Regions from separate parts of the Sus scrofa genome. Here region 1 is linked to region 2. A link is a contact called in public HiChIP or PLAC-seq data. All regions are on one chromosome and are shown on one strand. Each heading gives the region's core, a stretch centred on a gene start, on an enhancer-like site or on the middle of the called end of the contact. The rest is flanking DNA. Distances are from core to core; before and after follow the strand shown. Region 1 holds the start of GLRX5 (glutaredoxin-related protein 5, mitochondrial). Region 2 overlaps SYNE3 (nesprin-3).

Region 1 (6,492 bases), core at 2,858-5,357, 100 kb before region 2:
GGAAGTTCCCAGGCTAGGGCTCCAATCAGAGCTACAGCTGCCGGCCTACACCACAGCCACAGCAATGCCAGATCTGAGCCACGTCTTCAATCTACACCACAGCTCATGCAATGCCGGATCCCTGACCCACTGAGTGAAGCCAGGGATCGAACCCGAGTTCTCATGGATACTAGTCAGGTTCGCTATTACGGAGCCACAGCAGGAACTCCAGGAGTGTATAGTATTTTTAAGAGCACAGGAGAGTTTATGAGAAAATGATAAACAAAAAAGCAGTTATTCATTTAAAACACTCAAGTGAGAACTTGCTTTGCATAAGCACTACACACGGCGTTCAGGGAGTCACAGAAGACACGCTCCCGGCTCTCAGGAGGGCAAAATGCTACATACAGCTACACGTGATGGCAACGCTGCTAAACAAAAAACCAAAAAACTGTTAGAAACTAAATCCGAATGTTAATAATGGTTTATGGATGTATATGGAATTACAGGTACTTTCATTTTCTTCATATTTTTCAGTGTTTTCCAAGTTTCTTCAATGAGCAGGTGTAACTTTTGCAACTGAAAATAAAGGTTAGGGTTAGGGCTAATTATTTGTAAAGAGGGGAGCGGGATATAGTGACATCCAGCCACCGGGACCCTGTCCCTTCCGCTTCTGGCTTCTGTGTGTGCTCCATATTTTTGTTTTGTTTTGTTTGCTTTTTAGGGCTGCACGTTTGGCTTATGGAAGTTCCCAGGCTGGGGGTCAAAGCAGAGCTGCAACAGCCGGCCTACACCACAGCCACAACAATGTCAGATCCGAGTCGCATCTGCGACCTACACCACAACGCATGGCAACACCGGATCCTTTAACCCACTGATCGGAGGCCAGAGACTGAACCTGCGTCCTCATGGATACTAGTCGGGCTTGCTTACCGCTGAGCCACAACGGGACCTCCTCGGATTTTTCAAAAAAGAAAAAAAAAAATCCAAAAAACTCAAGGAAGGCCGAAACACACGAAGCGGCCTCGCAGTCACCTTTGTTCTGCGATCTCAGGCTGAGACCCCTCCGCATCACACACCTCGAACCCAGCACCCACAACTAGGAGATGGTGTCAGCGGGTCTTCCGCTGACTTGGGCCCTTTGTAGAGCTCAGCCTCCCCTGGCACAAGAAAACAGGAAAGGCTGATTTTGCAGACACGCCTCTCCTGTTACTAGAAGTGACCTTGGGTTGGGAAAGGCACAAGGACATATCTTTAGTTGGCAAGAGCAAGCATCAGACAGCCTGCTGGTCTCCACGGCCCAGAGGGCAAGGTGAGGCATCCTAATGGTTGAAAGCCTCACCCTGGTGAAACCAGCCCCTTCTGCGGTCACACGCTTACACCACCCCGCCCCAGTCTGGAGGTTAATACGTACACCAATGTACACTTTCTAAGCAACGAAGACTAGTGTTAGGTTCAGTTTATGTGCAACACGTGTACTAAGCAAAGGAACAATCTGAGCAACTCAGCGGTCAAGAAATTTGAGGATTAAAGTCTGTTGCTTGAATGCTTAAGAACAGAAGACCAGAAGCCAGACGCCCAAGTGCTCTCAGTAAACACTCCTCCATTCCTGCCCCTATTTTCAGTTTACTGCCCATATTCCAGCATAGCCCATCTCTGGCTGTATTTTTTTTTTTTTTTTGTCTTTTTTTTTTGCTATTTCTTCGGCCGCTGCCTCGGCATATGGAGGTTCCCAGGCTAGGGGTCGAATCGGAGCTGTAGCCACCGGCCTACGCCAGAGCCACAGCAACGCGGGATCCGAGCCGCGTCTGCAACCTACACCACAGCTCACGGCAACGCCGGATGGGTAACCCACTGAGCAAGGCCAGGGACCGAACCCGCAACCTCATACTGGGTGTATTTTTTAACCTTTCTAAAGTGAAGGGTAGTTGACTGACAATGTTTCAGGTGTATGATAAAGTCAGACCATCTCTGGGTCTGTGAATCAGAATGGCAATTCACACACCAAAGACACTCAAGACTTTACTGTCAGCAAAATATCAACAACACAACTTTTTGCAAGGGGCCTCAGGCATGGTCCCGGCAGGGAGATTGCAGAGCAGTTTCTCCTATCTAATCTTTCAAGCAGGAACGCCAGTGCCAGCTGAAGACTGCAGCTCACCCTGTCTTTGAAAAAAAACCCCGCAACTGGGAGCATTTCAAGAAGACAGAGGATCATAAGCACAATACACTGTAATGACATATACCTGGGAACGCTAAGCTGCCTTCTCCGCTCCTCTTTTCCATCCACCAAAACCAAGAGCTCTCTAAGGATCAGATAACCTGGGTGGGGAGGAACTTTTCAAAACATAAAGTGCTAATAATAAAACAGAGACCATTTAATGGGTGTCTTCTGTGTGCCAGGAAAGATGACAGGCACTTTCGAAAAAGTTTTTCTTTCTCTTTTTCCCTCGCAAAAACGTTGTCAAGTGTGGTTTCATCATCCTCCTGCTACTGAGAAGGAAAATGCACGTGTGTGACTTGCTCTGTGGCTGACTGGCCGCAGAAGGACTCTAGCCCAAAGCCTCTCCGTGACACCGGCCTGGCTCCTTGATGTCGGAGTGTCTACGATTGACAACTTCAAAAGCAGAATTCTCCTTGTAGAACACCAGAGAACCTGGTGCCCTCAAACTCCCTCCAGAACACTGTCAAAAGCCTGATACGAGGGCGATGCTGGAACTCAGACACTGAAAGTCTAACGTAAAGGCCACCCTTCGGAGGGTACAAGCATCGTCTCCCCATTTCTCCAGCAACACCATCAACCCTAGCCAAGGGCAGACCCAGGGGTTCCGGTCTCTTCCTCTTTCTCTGCCTTCACTCAGATAAACAGAAGACTGCAGGGAAGGATCTTAGCTTGGAGTTCAACAGGAAAGACGCTAATTAGCTGCCAAGGCCCTCCACCTTGCCCCAGGGCCCAGGGAAAAGGCCCAGACCCTCCTCCATCTGCCTGGCCCTGGGCTCCTGGAGCTCCCAAACCTGAGTTAGCCGGGGCCCAAAAGTCATCCCTCCATCCCATCCCTACAAGCCTCTCCAAGCCCTAGCCCCCAGCTTTCCCCCATCTCGAGTACCTAAAAACGAATTTCCTATCTTTTTCTCCCACAACGCCAGAACCCGGCTAAGACCAGTCCAAAAGCTGTGTCAAGCCCCTCCTTGCAGCAACAACAGTGGCCGGTCCCTGACACCGCGAGCCTCGAGGCACAGCAGACCAGCCTCCGACCCCCTTGGCCTCAACCTCGGCCCTCCCTCCACCATCAACAGGACACTTATCCACGAGACAGGTCACGGCTTCAAAGTGTCTCCTTAGTGGTTCCCCCTGTATCCCTCTTTGTCCCACCTTCCCAGCTCTGCAGAGCGAGGAGTGAGGCTGCTGACCACGATACTTGGACTCAGCCCCAGAGAATGCCCCCGAATGCCTATTTCTGCTCAGAGTGAGGTTCGGGGGAACAGCTAAGTAAGGACTTACCCCACTGCCCAGGTTGGCCCAGGGCCCCAGATCCTCAAGACCCGGTTCAAGGTGATCACGCCCCCACTCCAGACCCTCCAACGCGGAGTGGAAGCCCGCGCCCTAACCCCGTTTGAACCTCCGCAGAGACCTTGGCGGAGAGACCCTCCCCCCCGCAGAGAGGCCTCGGCCTGTCGCCCCCCAGCCCCGCCCCCGCCGGCCCTGACCTTGCCGGAGCTGGGGGTCGTCCAGCACGTTGTAGGCCGCGTAGTCGCGGACGCCGTGCAGCCGCAGGATCTGCACCACGGCGTTGCTGAAGCCACACTGGGGCTGCTCTGGCGTCCCCTTGAGGAAGACCACCACCTTGTCCTTCTTCACCAGCGTGTCCAGATGCTCCGCTGAGCCGCTCCCGCCCGAGCTCGCCGCCCGCACGCCCGGGACCCACAGACCACCGCCTACGCCGCGCCCCCAGCGGAGCAGAGCCGCCGCCGCCCGGCCCAGGGACGCGCTCATCCCCGTACGCTCGCCGGAGCCCTGGACAGCTCGGGACCTGAGTTAGACAGCAGGAGCCTCGCTGGGGCCTGGCCAGCGGCGGCCCGCCCCGTCCCCCGGAGACCCTCATTGGACCGGCTCCGAATAGCTCTACGTGATTGGACAACGCTGGCCGGCAATTACTGGATTCTACCAATCATATTACTTGTCCCGCCCCGATAGCTTGGAGGAGGTCCTTAGCTTGACGCCTTACCATTGGCGGTTGGCAACCTCTCTATCAGTTGATTGGAGAGAGTGCATGTCCATCAAGGTCACGCTTGAGACTAGCAGAGGCGAAACCAGCGGGAAGACGACTTCGCCACCAAGGGCGGGCGGGCCTGCTGGGATACTCCGGGTGAGTGGGACGCACTGGGCGGGGTTTCGCCGTTCCGAGGATGTCGGGGAAGGGGGGTCACTGCCAGATGGAGGTTCCGGTTCCGGTGCAGTGTCTGGCTGGTTGCGTTGCTACGGCAGCGCGGTTGGTAGGTGCCTGGTTCTTGCCGTAAGGGTGGTAGCGGCGCTGGAGTAGGTCTGGGTCTAGGAGAGCGGCCCGGAGCGTCTGTAATGCCGCAGCCGTTCGCGGCGGGAGCGTGGACCAAGCCGGGCTCTGGCGGCCAGGCCTGCCGAGGGCTACCGCGTCCGACCTGGCCCTGTGCCTCGGAGCCTCTCGCGGTCCCGCCGCCCATGTGAGAGCGGAGGCCTGGTTTCCGCCCATGGGCCGCGATTACTTCACTAAAACAGCTTTTATTTTAAAACACTGTAGAGCGCTCTCGTCTGTGTGATCGGGGCTTCGCTGACTTTCCGGCCTACTTAAGCCCCTGGGCCTGGGCCCAGGAAGGGTTTGTTGAACCGGGAGCTAAGAAGGGAATTGGCTCGTTCGACAGACGTTTTCTGCGCAGCTGTGGCGTGCAAGGCACGGGGCCGGTGCGGGACCTCCAGAGAGACCTGTGCCCAAAGCTTGAGAAATGAGAAGCAGGTACAAAGCAATGTGGGGTGCAGAGGAGGGAAAGGCAGTTTCCTTAGACCCACTGCTTTCTCTAGTCTCCATTGTGCTTATTACACCTTGACACGTGTTTGCTAACTTGTTTGTTGACTTCTCTCCCGGACCCTCGACTTCATTCACTGCTGTATTCTCAGTACCTAGAACAGTGCTTGGAACGTGGCGGGTGCACATATTGGTGGAAAGAACGATTCCCGGGAGAGCGGGGCTCAGCGACATCGCCAAGTGATCTGTAGTCTTGGAGCCGCCCAGGGTTGGTGGTACCCTAGAGCACACCAGACTTGCAGAGAAAGCAGACTCAGAGGAAGCTGAGGCATAACTGCTCAAGAGCCAGCAGTACGATGTGCAATTTTCCTCTGATAGTTCCTGGGTACTGTTGCCACGGTGATAATGGCTGTGCCAGTGCCGTTATCTATCAACCGACAGTAAGAGCAGCTTTTTGCAGTCAGATATTGTTTAACAGATGGAGTGGTTTCTGTTGGACACTAAGTACTGCTACAAGTTACTTTTTTTAAAAATTATTTTAGGAGTTTCTGTTGTGACTAAGCGGAAACGAATCGCCCTAGCATCCATGACGACGCAGGTTTGATCCCTGGCCTTGCTCAGTGGGCTAAGGAATCCCGGTTGCCATGAGAGCTGTGGTGTAGGTCGCAGACCAGCTCGGATCTGGTGTTGCTGTGGCTGTGGTGTAGGCCAGGGGCTACAGCTAGGATTCGATCCCTAGCCTGGAACCTCCATATACTGCGGATTCGGCCCTAAAAAGACCAAAAAAAAAGAAAAAAAATTTTTTTTTTTTTGTTACTGAAATGTAGTTGATCTACAATGTTGTGTTAATTTCTGCTGTACATCAAAGTGATTCATTTATACATATATATTCTTTTCCATTATGGCTTATCACAGGATATTGAATAGAGTTGCCTGTGCTATATAGCAGGACCTTGTTGTTTATCCATTCTATGCATACTAGTTAGCAGCTGCTAATCTCAAATTCCCACTCCATCCCTCCCCCGCCCCTCACATTATTTTTTTTTAATTTAAAGTAGTTTATAAGTTGTTGCTGGAGGTGATCTGCTTCGGAGGCACTCCCATTTAAACATCGGAAAATTAGTACATGTGCTCTCAGCCAGTGAGTTCTCCAAATACGCATTTAGCAGGAAACTCGAGTTCAGTAAACTGAAAATAAACTGAAGACGTTACTCAGAAGTGCTCCTCGGTGACATACGTATTTTATCCCCATCAATGTTACTGATGTGTAGTAGTTTTCCAATGTAGGACCCAAAATTGATCAGCTTCTTAAAGAATCCTATTGTTTTTTCATCCCCCAGATTCCTGGATTCCAGGTAAATCAGAGGAACAAACCTGAACAGAAATATACAGGAAGTGATGTGATGCTGAAGCTTAACGCTTATTTCAGAAGTCTGGTATCTGGTGCTCTTAACAGCAGAAACTATATTATTTGCAAAATCACCACGCTTTTACTTGTATTATATAGTAATTTTTT
Region 2 (5,846 bases), core at 1,737-4,236:
CCCGCGAGGCTGATGTGTTTCACAGCTGCTTGGTGCAGACTGGCAAATGCCCTACGGGCAAAAGTGGGTCTGGACACCAGGCTTACTTCTCTGGATCTTAACCTTTCCCTGGTTTGGCCTCACTCTTTTGTTCACTCTTTGAAGCCTTAAAGATGTTTCTAATATTTTGTCCTCGGCGAGAGCTTTAATTCCCATTACCTAGTTGGCCAAAGTCCTTCCTCCCTGTGTCCTTCCTCCTATGCAGCCATTCCTTTCATCTCCTGCCACCACCACCCGGCTTGAGGCACATCAGAGGTGACTTAGTTCCCCAGGGGAAGCTCCCTTGCTCGGGTGGAACCCCCTATTCTAGGGGGGTCTGAGAAGCTAAGCTGTGTGCCTGAATCATGAAGCTGGCAGGATGGGAGAGAGCCAGGACCTCAGGCCAGAACTTAAGCTCAGGCTCTTAGATTTAGAGCCCAGACCACATCCCCGCATCCCCACATCACTACCTCCCAAGAGTCCTGAGGACACAAGATGCCACGATGCCATCTTAGGGAACAAGTTACTGTATTTTGATAGAAAAATCCATCCAGTCGCAACATCACTCTGCCCAGAGTAAAAAGGCCAACAGAGAGACATGGTCAACAACAGTAGCTTTTATAATGATGGTAACTCTTTTTTTTTGTTTTTTGTTTTGTTTTGTTTTGTTTTGTTTTGCTTTTTAGGGCCGCATCTATGGCATATGGAGGTTCCCAGGCTAGGGGTCCAATCAGAGCTGCAGCTGCCCACCTACACCACAGCCACAGCAACGCAGGATCCAAGCCATGTCTGTGACCTACACCACGGCTCATGGCAATGCCGGATCCTTAACCCACTGACGGAGGCCAGGGATCGAACCCACAACTTCATGGATACTTGGTGGGTTCAATACCGCTGAGTCACAACGGGAACTTTGTAATGATGCTGACGGGAGGACTTGGTTCTAGACTGCCAGAGCTGGAAGTGACCGTGGCGGTGGACACCACAGCTCCCCTTTCACACTGGAGTCCACTCTCTAACATCCCAGAGAGCAGCTGCCTAGCCTTGGCTTCCATTTGCATGGAAGGGATTCTCACTTTATGTGACCTGTGGGCTGCTTCTTAAGTGACATTTGACTGGCTCCTCCTGACCAACAGGTGGGGCCACCTTGGCCATTTGGAAGTTACCCTCGAGCCTGTCTTTTCCCTCTAGGAGCTGGAAGCTCGGGTCCCAGAAGGTCAGCATCTCTTTGAAAACCTCCTTCGTCTTGGACCAGCGAGGGGGTCTTTGGATGAGCTGGAGGATCTGCGCTACCGGTGGATGCTGTACAAGTCCAAACTCAAGGACTCCAGCCTCCTGCTGGTAGGTGCCCAGGATGCACGGGGAACAGGCCCCGGGGGAGACACAGCTCCGCCCACATCCACTCCACCCTGTGTCTCTGCAGACCAGGCTGAGACACACTCAGAGCACATGGAGCCTCATGGGTCCTGGGCACTTGACTTGCAATTTGTCATTGGCCATCCTGCCACTCAGAGAGACAGGAGCGCTAATCAGGACAGGTTTGCTACCTTCCCACCTGAAACCTGCATGTGTATCGTCCCATTTAGTGTTTCCAGGAGCTCCTGTTGTGGTTCAGCGGGTCATGGACCCGGCATAGTCTCTGTGAGGCTGAGGGTTTGATCCCTGGCCTCCTCACTCAGTGAGTTTAAGATCTGGTGTTGTCACAAGCTGCAGTGTAGGTGGCAGATGCAGCTTGGATCTGGTATTGCAGTGGCTGTGAAGTAGGCCGGCAGTTGCAGCTCCAATTCAATGCCCAGCCTGGGAACCTCCATATGCTGCAGGTGCAGCTGTAAAAAGACAAAGGAAAAAAACTTGCTGGTGCCTGCGTGGGTCAGTGGTGGAAGCACTGCCATTTAGTGCTTCCTGCAGCCCTTGACCAGAGTAATTGCCTCTCCAGCCTGCAGATGGGAGCTGAGACCCTGAGGAATTAAAAACTCAGCCAAGTTCACTGGGCTAGTAAGGGGCAAAGCCAGCTTCAGACACACCCTGGTGTTGGAGGCGCGGTGGTGGGAACCCTGGAGTGGACGCTGGGACCCCTAAAATCTAGGGCCCCTCCTCCACTAACCTGCTTCGTGACACTGAGGAAGGACCTTCTCCCTTTGGGCCCTTGGGTCTCACACAAAATAATGGTAACAGCCACATTAATAACGGCCTTTATTAAATGCTATGTCCTCATTACAGCTTTATAAAGGAGGTGCTGTTATTATTGCCTGAAAACTGATAGGGACACTGAGGCACATGGTTTCACCCGAGGAGAGGGTGGGTGGGTGGGGGGTGGCCTCCTGGAGCTGCAAGCTCTGGGGCTCCAGCTTTGCTGGCCCCGAAGCAGCCAAGTCAGCCACTAGGTGTCAGCCCAGCCCCAGCCAGGTCGGCGCGCCCGTGGCCTTGGCCCAGGCCTTCCCAGACGGAATCCCACCTGGGCCCAAAGTGCGTTAAAAAGCTCATTAAATTGAATCACCTGCTGGTTCAGCCTGTCCAGATGACCAGGAGTTTTAAAGAAACACTCCCCTGACAAAATGAATATTCCATTACAGGCTCTGCTGGGATTTAAGTTTCACTCACTTAACTTCGTTTTTTTCCCCGTTTCCTCTCCTTCCCTAAAATAACAGACGGGGAGTTCTCCAGGGGAGCCGACTGGATTCCAAAAGGTACGGCGTCTGCCATCTGCTCTGCTCGGCTAGAGGGCAGGGCGTCTGGGGGCGGGGGGGGGGGGGGCTGCGTCGCTGGGGCAGGACCCCTGGGCTTTCTGGAAGGTTCCGTGAGGCCCAAGGAAGGTGTATGAGGCATTGGCTCTGGGTTGCACTGTCCTGGGCTCCAGGGCCCTGACTCCCGGGGACACACAAAATGTACTTGGCTGTGACAGGGCCTGGGAGATGAGAGCATCCTGGATAATATCCAGGACCCTGTTAATAATTATCTGTGATGACAGGCCTAAACCAGGACTGTCCCAGGCACCCTGGAGGGTTCCAGGCCACCTGAGTAGTAGACGGCATAGGGGCTCAGGGGGGACACAGAGGAGGGGGTGGCTGTGCCCGTTGTGTTCCACCAGCCGCGTTTCCACTTCGGCCTTCTGTGACAAGCAGGGCTTGCAGGGCAAAGCAATGACACTAGCAGCAGTAATCACAGCAATAATTAGGAATAATAATTATTACTCTAGATGCTGTGTGTTGATCATTCACTGTGTGCCAGGAGTCTGCCAAATCGTGGTTAGGGCGTTCCATTGACACCCAGGAGGTGTCACTGCTGCCGTGTTATACATGAGGAAAGCCAGACATGGCCAGATTGGAGGGACATATTCAGGGAAGGCACAGGACTCCTGAGAGGGCCCTGGCCTCTGAGTCCTCAGCCCATGCCTACCTTCCTCACTGTGCCTTGGAACAAGCATGCCCGGGCCCGATGGCTCTCTTCACTTCTGCAAAAGCCCCGTGGAAACTGAATCCCCAGTGCCACCTTTTCTGAGAGAGCGCTGGTTGTCCTGCCGAGTGTTGGTTCCTGACGACGTGTGCCTCTGGCAGGCTCTGTTCCAAAGAGCCCCGGGGCCTCCAGCCCCCTTGTGCTGTGGTCTGGTCCCCAAGGCCTCTGTACACCCGCACTTCTTGGTCTCCAGCTCGTATTCGTGTCTCCATCTACAGGACAAGTGGTGTCCCAGGGCTGGAGTGGGGGCGGGGGAGAACCAGAGTCAGGAGGCCAGCGCTGTGCTCTGAGCCCCGCAGCCACCAGCCGTGAGGTCTTGGGCAAGTTGCTTTGACTCCTGCGGCTTACTTTCCCCATCTGTAAAATGGAACCGTCAATGCTGACTTTATACCATGAACAAATTTTGAAGCTCATGTGAACGATTCATTCTCTTTTCTTTTTTAATTTAGAGCCACAGGTGCAGCATGTGGACTTCCCAGGCTAGGGGTCCGGTTGAAGCTGCAGCTGCCGGCCTACACCACAGCCACAGCAATGCCAGATCTGAGCCACATCTGTGACCTACACCACAGCTCATGGCAATGCCAGATCCCTGATCCACTGAGTGAGGCCAGGGATCAAACCCACACCCTCATGGATCCTAGTCAGATTCAGTTCCAATGAACCACAATGGGAACTCCTACTGTTCATGTTTTTGTTTTTGTTTTTGTTTGTCTTTTTAAGGCCACACCCAGGGCATATGGAGGTTCTCAGGCTAGGGGTCGAATGGAACTGTAGCTGATGGCCTACACAACAGCCACAGCAAAGCCAGATTCTTAACCCACTGAATGGGGCCAGGGTTCGACCCTTCATCCCCATGGATGCTAGTCAGATTCGTTTCCGCTGAGCCATGATGGGAACTCCTACCATTCATTCTTTAGAGAAGAGCTGAAAGCCCTGGTCCACCGCCCCCCACCCCATTTAGAAGAACAAGGGGCTCTTGAGAAATAGGGGAGAACCTCAGGAAGGGCAGGGTGGCCCACTCTGCCCAGGCTGCGACTCCTGGTGGCACTTGGGGGGCCCAGGGCCAGGTGTCCAGGCTGCCTCCAGTTCCCGCACTTTAAGCCCCTCTCTGGCCTGTAGCTCCCAGACCAGAGTCCAGCGGGGAGTCATGTCTGGGGGTGCCCTGGTGGTTTTGAGTAGGGGGACACCTGACTGGCTGATACCAGCCCTGCAGCGCGACTCAGGCTCCTGGGGGCCTGAGAGCCGGTTAACGTGGAGTGTTCACAGCCGCGTGTTCAGTATCGTCTCATTCATTCATTCCACAAATACGTACCGAGTGCCGACTTTGTGCCAAGCACTGGTTTAGCTACTTGAGATGTAGCACAAGAGTGAAGGTCTGCCCAGGTGGGCGGCACATGCTGCCTATGGAGCCTATGGGGTGGGGGGACATGGGAGAGAGAGGGTCACACGCCCAGCTGGGCTGGCGTTGCTCTGGTCAGAGAGTGCCCAAGGACAGCAGGCGCCTGTGGTCTTTACAGCTGCAAGGTGGATCTTATCTATGGCAGATGTCGGGCACAGCTTCGGGGGGTATGCAAAGCAGGCAGGCTCTAAATAGCGAAAAAAAAGAATCTGCTTCTTCGGATTGAAAACAAATGGAGGTGTGAGAGTTTGAGTTTGGGGCTGGCTTTTGAGCTAATGGCTCTCAGCCCCTGTGAGGAAGCAAGCCACCCAGAGGCCACTATGCAGAGGCCTTCCAGGGCTCTTTAATATGACAGTTTGATTAAGCACAGGTTTCTGGTCCCCACCCCCGGAGTTTCAGATGCCTTAGGTCTGGGGTGGCCCTAGGATCTGTATTTCCAGTAAGTTCCCAAGGTGATGCGGCCACTTCTGGCTCGGGGACCAGACTTTGAGCACCGCTGCTTTATGCTCTGGATTTGAATCCAGGATCCACCACTAGTGTGTGTGATCCATTGGCGAGTCACTTAACCACAGTTTTCCAGTGAAGACAATATGGGTCCCCCAAACTAAGAGTCAAGTTCTCCTTGTAAACTAATGCAAAGCAGGCTCTTAATTGCCACGAAGATAAGGACCCTGGAGATATCTGCAGACACTGCCCCTGCTTCTCTCTCTCAGAGCCGGGGGGTAAAGCCACTTCCGGGGGTGGATGGGGATCCTCCCGACGGTGTGGTTCTGGCGTTCCGCCAGGTGGGGTGTGCGCATGCATATGCGTATGTTGGGTCTGCACACGCATACCCACCTGCACACACACACACGCGGGCCCAGCAGGTAGAAAGTAGGTGCTGTCTTCCGAGGCTGTAATCTTGCCAACTTAAAAACATTCCATATATTATTTTTAGTCCGAAGGGAAGGGGAAAAAAAAAAAAATCCCTGCCCTA

The links. HiChIP or PLAC-seq counts read pairs in DNA pulled down with a chosen protein or histone mark.
Region 1: an H3K27ac HiChIP or PLAC-seq map of skeletal muscle shows a contact between it and region 2. The contact joins the promoter of GLRX5 here to the enhancer-like site in region 2. A contact is called at or near these places in 5 of 5 promoter capture datasets (fetal liver, fetal skeletal muscle, liver and 1 more), 32 of 47 Hi-C or Micro-C datasets (adipose tissue, alveolar macrophages, blood and 16 more) and 2 of 2 datasets of contacts at active chromatin or transcription factors (alveolar macrophages and skeletal muscle).

What each region holds. Positions count from the first base shown.
Region 1 is chr7:116,784,961-116,791,452 of Sscrofa11.1, reverse strand. It overlaps GLRX5 (glutaredoxin-related protein 5, mitochondrial), which reads right to left and starts at 4,107. Exons shown (of 2, transcript XM_001928993.6): 1 at 3,688-4,107. The coding sequence starts at 3,973. It overlaps LOC100525590 (a long non-coding RNA gene), which reads left to right and starts at 4,353. Exons shown (of 3, transcript XR_116071.3): 1 at 4,353-4,473; 2 at 4,755-4,967; 3 at 6,317-6,492.
Region 2 is chr7:116,680,396-116,686,241 of Sscrofa11.1, reverse strand. SYNE3 (nesprin-3) reads left to right here. Exons shown (of 20, transcript XM_003128709.4): 18 at 1,210-1,359; 19 at 2,667-2,705. Among named protein-coding and RNA genes, the nearest start is that of SYNE3, 87 kb to the left of the region's middle. Within about 2 kb of position 2,986, at least 7 of the 83 cell types and tissues checked have an H3K27ac peak or open chromatin away from gene starts, as enhancers often do. A contact at or near this core is called in liver and skeletal muscle, where this site is marked.